2 separate regions of the Gasterosteus aculeatus genome follow, and region 2 is linked to region 1. The links are chromatin contacts, called in public Hi-C maps. All regions are on one chromosome and are shown on one strand. Each heading gives the region's core, a stretch centred on a gene start, on an enhancer-like site or on the middle of the called end of the contact. The rest is flanking DNA. Distances are from core to core; before and after follow the strand shown.

Region 1 (3,845 bases), core at 989-3,488:
AGGAAAAGCCTCCAAAAAAACACCACCCACCGCATTCCACCAAAACAAACAAGCAGGGCCACCCAATTTTTCAATTAGAGCCCCGAGAGAAGGAGGGGGGGGGGGGGGGGCTGGGGCAGGAAATGGATCGGCGCAGCGTTGGCCCCGCCATCCCCCAGCCCGGCCTGACTTCAGGGGAGGAGGAGGAGGAGATAGACAGAGTTCTGTATGGGCTGATGAGGACCAGTTAGCATTAATGTCAAGGCAAATGACGGAGGAGCTCGATGACAACTTATTACTGCGACGTGGCGCCTGCCTCCAACCGGCCTGTCGATCAATTACTCTCTCTCTGGCCCCCTCCCCCGAACAATCAATCAGTTAAACAAACACAAGTGGTCCCCCCTTAAAAACGCCCATTTAAAGAAAGTACGCTAGAACAATATTTGACAAAGGTACACAAGAGTAGAGATTATAGAGGCTTAGACTATTTTCTGTTTGAAAACACTTCACTGAATGAGGCTCAGCTTAGAGGAGTGTCTTTATCACAACAGTAGGGGCTTAAGTAAGTAAGTATGCTCTTAACCCCTTAAACAGGGCTTTCTAGATTTCAGAGTAACATAAACTTGATCCGACTTTTCTAAAAAAAATAAAATAAAAAAAAAGCTGAGCTCATTACCGCTATTTTCTTCTTTAGATACACACTCTTTTAAGAGCAAACACCAAGGAAACTGAACATTTTTGAGTTTTAGACTGTTGGTCAAATAAAACCAGCAACTTGAATACATCATAGTTGATGTATTATCGATCAATAATCAACTAATTGAAAATGATGAAAATAATTGGTTACAGATCTAGTCCATATTTCCAAATACAAAATGCTGAAAAAACTTGTGTAGATCCTTCCTGAAGGCCAGGGCTGATTTACAATTTGCAAAACAGACAAATAACTAATTATGCTAATGATAAACAACTTGGTGACGTACGTATACTAATGGCACGGCAGTAATGCTGCTTAATGAAATGTTAAGATGATTTGTCATTAAATATAAACCAGAAAGCCATGTCCAATCGATGAGGTAGTGATGTATTCATCCTGATGTTTATCCTCATCAAAGTGTCTTTCAAAGCTCCCTTTCTGAGTCATATAAGGACTTCGGTGTGATCATTTCATGTTGCTCATTACCATCGGTGCATGGAAGGTTTTTGTTACAAGTATAAAAAAGGTGCTAATTCCAGCACATTTTCTTTGTTTTGGTAGAGCGCTATAGGCAATCATTATTTACTGCGTTAAAGGCCAGTCGGCTCCTCTGTTTACACTGGAACGGATTGCAAAGTGTTTATAGAAATCCTGCCACCTGGCAATGAGTAACTCTGCAGGTTCTCCGTTACACACACCGCTCAAGAACGGATGTGCGCTGTTTCGGGTCAGGACAATCACACTATTGCGTTTGCTTCACTGGATGTGAGCGATGAACCCGCGGCTGGATGGAGGACCGGAGGAGGAGAAGAAAAGAAAAAAAGATACTGTTCTATTTGGGTTTGATATACTGCAGGGAAAGCTCTGCGTATTGTCCAGAGTATTTAGAGAAATGGCTTTCGATAAAGTTCGAGTTGCCGCTGGGAGAAAAAGTCATTTTAGGGGCTTTAAGCCTCACAGACAATTGTCTTTAAATTACACTGACGATACGAGTCGACAGAACATATTAAAATATTGACCGCTTGATGCGGAACTAACCTGCCAATTGTGGCAGAAGACTTTAACATCTAACGTGATCTTCTTCTCACACACACAACATTGCCCTTAAAGTGGAGGACGTATCAATGCAGTAGGGTTCAGGTTATCACAACTGCCTTTGAGACGTTGCAACGGCTGGATATGCCGGTTGTGTTTGCTGTCACAGTCGCCCGGTGCTTCGAGCTAAACAACCCACCGGGGATTTTAGAGGAAAGGAAACCACCGCTGTTGACGAATCCGACATCTAACGTTAGCTTAGGCTAACCTGTGTTTGCTAGGAGGCTATTCGTTTGTGCGGAAGATTTAACGTTAGCAGTGGCTGTCACATGTATTCGTCGTGATCATTACAACACGCATATATCGTCACCTATCCTACCAGAATAAGTTTGACCCTACCTGGAGCACTTAAGAGGTAAATAGGTTGGATAAAATGGTAACTTACAGTTTCTGCGGTGGAGCTTCAGCGACCGTTTCCTGTATCCGGTGAGTACTTCCGGCCTCCGGTCTCAGCCTTCCTCAGCCTTCAAAATAAAACTGAAACGTTACTTGAAATTACTACTCTATTATTGAACGACACATATTTTCAAGAAAAAATACTATGACAGCATATACTATATTTTTAAATATTCGATGTATTCAACCATAATACATTTCAATGACTTGAATAGTTCACAATTCACAAATGTCATTAGCAATTACTGTCCACTTCATTCATCTGACATTTGATAATGATGGCTCGTCATTGATTAAACTATCCCAAATTATTACTACCTCAAACTGCAACACTTTAAAAGGTGTCAATGCCTCCCCAATAATAATCAAATAGTATAATATAATTCAGGAGTTGTTAAAAGAGCCTGCTCTAAATAATGCCAGGTTTTGACACTGAAGGGGCACTTTGCTGTTAATGCTGTAAGTTTCCTATTGCATAATTATGAATGCGATAATTTCACTTTGTGGTTTTACATTGTAATATTGCCATTTTTGCAATAAAGTATATGTACACTTCTACCACTGCATAATTATACTCATTCTTAATAATAACTGCCCAAGCAAACATTTTTTATTGTCTTTAACCAGTTCTTTATTGTTCGTTCTGCAACTCTGTCGTTAAGGCCTTTTTTAAGAAGTAATGAAGATGCTGTGTTCTGTAACAACATCTAATGAGCCGTTGATCCAAGGGTCATCTAGTTGGTGCTCAGAGTGGATGTAAGATTAAGCAGAAGCAGTATTATTGGACTGCATGATCCTCGCAAGTGTTGGATGTCCTTTGTGTGAGAATTTTGCGGCCCAGTGGGAGCTTTGCTCCTTTCCTCGTTTCTCTTTTCACGGTGCATCACTGAGGTATTTCCACTTGTTCTGGGAAAGGCGCAGCATCATTAGAAATGCAACAGAGACCACCCAGGCCCACACTAGAACACTGATACCATTACATTTATCTCACCAAATTGTGCAGGGCAGAAAGAATTTCTGTGATAAGGCAAAGCCCAATCCCCGGGGAAACAATATTGTCCAATTATACGGGGTAATCTGATAATTGAAGGATCAAACTGTGACTCTGGAGTTTGCACAGATGCTGATGCAGCAGAGGGCCTGTTTGTCTGTGTAAACATCAACATCAATGAAGGAAAAAGATTTTGATCTTAGTCCCGCTGGTAAAGCCTGCACCATTGAAATAAGAACATGAGCTTCTGCATTTGACAGTACTGTTGTTTACAGTTCAACATCAGAAAAATACCCTAATTTTCTTTCTTACAGAGAATACGATGAGAGACTTGTTTTCGCTCTGATGTCTATTTGTTAAGTATGATGGTGCATTTAGGAGATAGTTTAGCTTAAGAATAAAGCTGTAAAGTAAAAAAACAAAAATATCTCTTGTCATATTCATTTCTATTTAAAAAAAAAGTGTAAAAAGATTACATGTCATTTTAGCTGACGCTTTTATCCAAAGCGACTAACATTGCATTTTTTAACCCATGGCTTTTTACATTATTGCCCGGGGAGAAATCAGGGGTTAGGTGTCTTGCTCAGGGACACTTCGACAGGGGACATGGAGCAGCCAGGGCTCGAACCGCCAACCTTGTTTTCCCATCGCACCCTCTCTACGCACCCTCTCTCTAAATATGCTGCA
Region 2 (3,845 bases), core at 760-3,259, 180 kb after region 1:
GTACGGCACCTTTGGGTGCCGTTGTGTCACAGTGCAGCTGCTGCTGTAGACAGAATGTCAGTAAGAAATCTTTTAGAAACAAACCTGCTTTTTGAGGAATAATCTTATTAAATAAAAGGACTAAAATGGATTTTATGACAAAATCAATGGAAAAAGGGATTAAAGAGATTGTTGCAGGATGGGAGAGATGGAATTCAAATGATCACAGCACAATTCCCATACGTAGGCGTTTGGTTTGTCTATGGGCCTGAAGGACAGTCTCCAATTGATCTTTAAGTGTGTTAACTGAAATAATGTCAAATAGCGTTCCTGCTCATTTTGTTCAGCTGCAAGCTGAAACTTGCCGAGTCAACTTAAAGGAATAATTCGGCCACAGAATAACCACAACTTCTCTCTTTGGCCCCCGAGGCAAATACGAAAAGACTTAAACCGCGAAACTAAACATCCACTTACAATTTACTTCATGCTTCCGACAAGAGTAGCTAACTTTATTTATTTTTTTACTGTAAAGCAGTGATTGTCGTGCACCACGGTGTCTGATCATTGCCGTGCTGTTGAACCAGGATCGGAATGACTCACTTTGCTGAAACACGTCCACACAAATTCATTTATACATTCTCAATCGGATAATGTGATATTGTGATAGTGATAACATGAGTAAATGTGATCATATTAGTCAGTGTAAATGCTGTCATTACAGATTTTTCTGTTGATTGCACTTTCAACGTTTGGTCCAAAGCTTTAAGGTCTCCAAAAGATGTTTCTGTTTGTGGGGGTTTGAACTTTGCTTCTGGAACTCAAGTCATTATTTTATTTAGATATTTATAGATGTAATAATGAGCTAAATACCCCTAAACCCCAACGTATAAATGAGGTATAATGCTTAACATGCAGCATTAAGACTGAACGGCAGATCGCTTTGAGTTGACACTCCTTGTTCCCTCATCACACAGGCAGCTGAACTCCAGATAAATCATTACAGAACATCCAGTATGGCGCTCTGACTACCATTATTATTGCCAAATGTCTCCCTGGAGGACATAGCAACAGGAAGACTGATGACTTTGATAAATAAATATTTAGTGTAATACCTGGTTACCGTGTTCTCCCCGCTGCTCGCCCTTCTAACCAACTACAACAAACTAACGAAGCACATCGTCCCAGCTCTATTGTGGGGAGTTATCGTACCGCTAAGAACACGCTACGGGCTACTGTCAGTCAGGAGGGTGGGGGACTGATGGATTGTGGTGCAGATGAGGAAAAAAACGTGATAACTAAAATTAGATTGTTCAATGGTACCATTTTTATCTGGTCAGTGAATAACTTTACTGTCCTTTCGTCCTCTGCTTTATAGTAATGAGCACGTCTGTAATGTCTGTAATCCTGCAGAACGCCTTCCTCCAGTATAACGTGCTGTAATGCGAACGTCTGACCTGCAGAGGGCCTCGTCCACACCTGGAGTCTGACCCTCAGACAGCAAAATCTTTTTTTATTTACACTTTAAATTAATCTAAAGTGAAGTGAATCAGAAAAAAAGTGAATCAAAAAAAAAAAATTAAAGAAATGTTGAGAAAGACGTTTTTTGTTGTTATTAAAATGACAGGAAATTTGGAAATGTAGGTTTGCTCAAGAAAATGTGATGATTATTTCAGAAGCTGGAGACAGACAAAAGTTAATAATATATGTATGTGTAAATTCATATTACAAATTAAAATGAAAAGCACCAAGTCCTGTCCTTAAGAAGCTAGAACCACGGAACACTTTTTTTTTTTTTTGCTTGATCATATTATCTTATTTTCAACAGTAGTTGATTGTCTAACAAATCATTTTGTAAAGCCATCTCAATTTCCTGGATGATATTTATTAATGCATTTTTTTTCATTGATTCCGTTTGTGTAGGTAATGAGCACACGATCATAAAGTGGTTAAAAGCCCATCTTCTTCTGACCGGGCTGCTGATCCTGAATGTCGGACTCCAGGCCGGACTGACACCGCCGGTCACACAGCGGCTCACTGCTGCCATCTAGGTCTCACCGGGGGAACTACACCTGCGCGTCGCACCACACAAGACTATTGGTGTGAATATTTGGGATTTGATTTAAAATACAGGATTTATATCCAATCACATTTAGCTTTTTGATACTATTTATTGACCTAGTGAATTTACAAACCTCAAAAAGCCCGTCCAGCCCCCGCAAACTGCATGTTTCCATGTGTAGGAACTTTGCTGCATAAACAAAATAAAACGAACTGACTCACGAGTGCAGCAACGACTCTGACCCACAGAGCCACCACAGAACATTCCCTGACTCTGCGCGGGGAGACTGCAGACTTGTTTCTCTTGGCACAAAGCGGGCTATTCTTAAAACCAAAGTTCACATTCAATCCGGCCCAGGCGGGCGGGCTGCCTCGTACGGAGGCCTAACCTTTCCGAACAGGGATCGGCCGGCTCCGCGGACTACCGGGCCACCGACGCACCACTGGCCCCGTCGCTGCACGCTCAATAGGCGCGGGACGCAGGGGGAAAATGTGTCTCTGCTCGGACCCAAACCCAGCTGTTAAACAATGGAAAACACGCAAAGCGCACATGTGCGCTTAATGAGGCCTGAGAGGCAGAACGCGCATAGCTCGGAGGGGAATGCGCCAATTTGGTTGCAGGCGAGTCTTTATACGTGCGTGATACGCGCAGCCCGCACCCACGGCTGATTGGACGGGTGAAGTATAAACACCAATCACAGAGCGGGCAGTCACTGACGGGCCAAAAGCAGCTTTCTCCAAAAATCGTTCTTGCATCAATTCACTTAATTAAAGACGACGTAAAAAAAAAAAAAAAAAGAGAAAAGATTACTGTGAGGACTGGTTCAGCGATAGTGTTGGGATACATTTTTTTAAACCTTTTTGTTGATCCACATTCTGTTTCAAGTTTAGCAGCAATGCCTTCTTAATGTAATGTGTTTTTTAAATGGTAATCTTCTCTTAAGACGCAGGCGAGGTGTTTAAATTACAGCCGGCTTCGTACCCAACGGTTTAAGCCATCGCTGTCCAATATTTCAGTTTGACTTTATGAACAGCGTCTTCTTTTAAACTCTGAAACAACAGGTTTTGAGGGTTCTGAAAGTGCTGTGTGAGATATCTAATCAAATAAATAGGAATATTGGTCTTTGCATACGTATCACCAAAGAATTTTAACAGTTTAGAGATCTAATAAGTCAGGAAATTGAGCGTCTAAACACACTAAATCATACCACACATACACACTGGATGACAACTGAATCTCATTACCAACGAGCAACAAGGATTGCATAACATGCCCACACACTGCGAGTACTGGTATTACCGCCCAAGTATGAGAGTAAACGGCTGGCAGGCTGCACAATAGCCGCTTCAGGCCAGTAAACACATCAACGCGGCGGGTTTATAGCGCACAACTTTGTCGGGAAACAGGCGCGTTAAATCCTGTGTGTGTCTCCGGCGTGGGAGCTTCTGCGAACCCGGATGGGGGAGAACCCAAAGGCCGGTAGAGGGGCGAGAGAGAGTTAGAGAGGTTGACCGAAAAATGGTCTTCCTGAGGAGGACTTTGGACGTGGATATAGATGGAGGACGTCTTTCCCATGGATGCAAAGCTGCACTTCGGTCTACAGAAGCTATCAAAAACAATTGAGTGGAAACACAGACAACCGTATTGTATCGCCTCCCAACGCTGTTCCCACCTCCCCAGTCTTTCACCGTCCCACCCCCCTGTTGTGCGCGAGGTGTGGTTACAACTCCATGTGTATGCTGCAACAGCTGCAGGTGGGCGATCTTGCACTGGGGGGGACGGAGGGGTTGCTTTGGCCCCTCGGAGG

What was found. Hi-C and Micro-C count contacts between places; a contact is called where the count stands out from the background.
Region 2: a Hi-C map of skeletal muscle shows a contact between it and region 1, with 5 times the contacts expected there. The contact joins the enhancer-like site here to the promoter of exoc2 in region 1. A contact is called at or near these places in 3 of 6 Hi-C or Micro-C datasets (skeletal muscle and tail fin).

The regions. Positions count from the first base shown.
Region 1 is chr8:6,368,825-6,372,669 of fGasAcu3.hap1.1, forward strand. exoc2 (exocyst complex component 2) reads right to left here and starts at 2,239. Exons shown (of 28, transcript XM_040183949.2): 1 at 2,157-2,239.
Region 2 is chr8:6,547,737-6,551,581 of fGasAcu3.hap1.1, forward strand. All of the region lies in intron 4 of gmds (GDP-mannose 4,6-dehydratase), which reads right to left. Among protein-coding and RNA genes, the nearest start is that of gmds, 14 kb to the right of the region's middle. Within about 2 kb of position 2,010, at least 7 of the 9 cell types and tissues checked have open chromatin away from gene starts, as enhancers often do.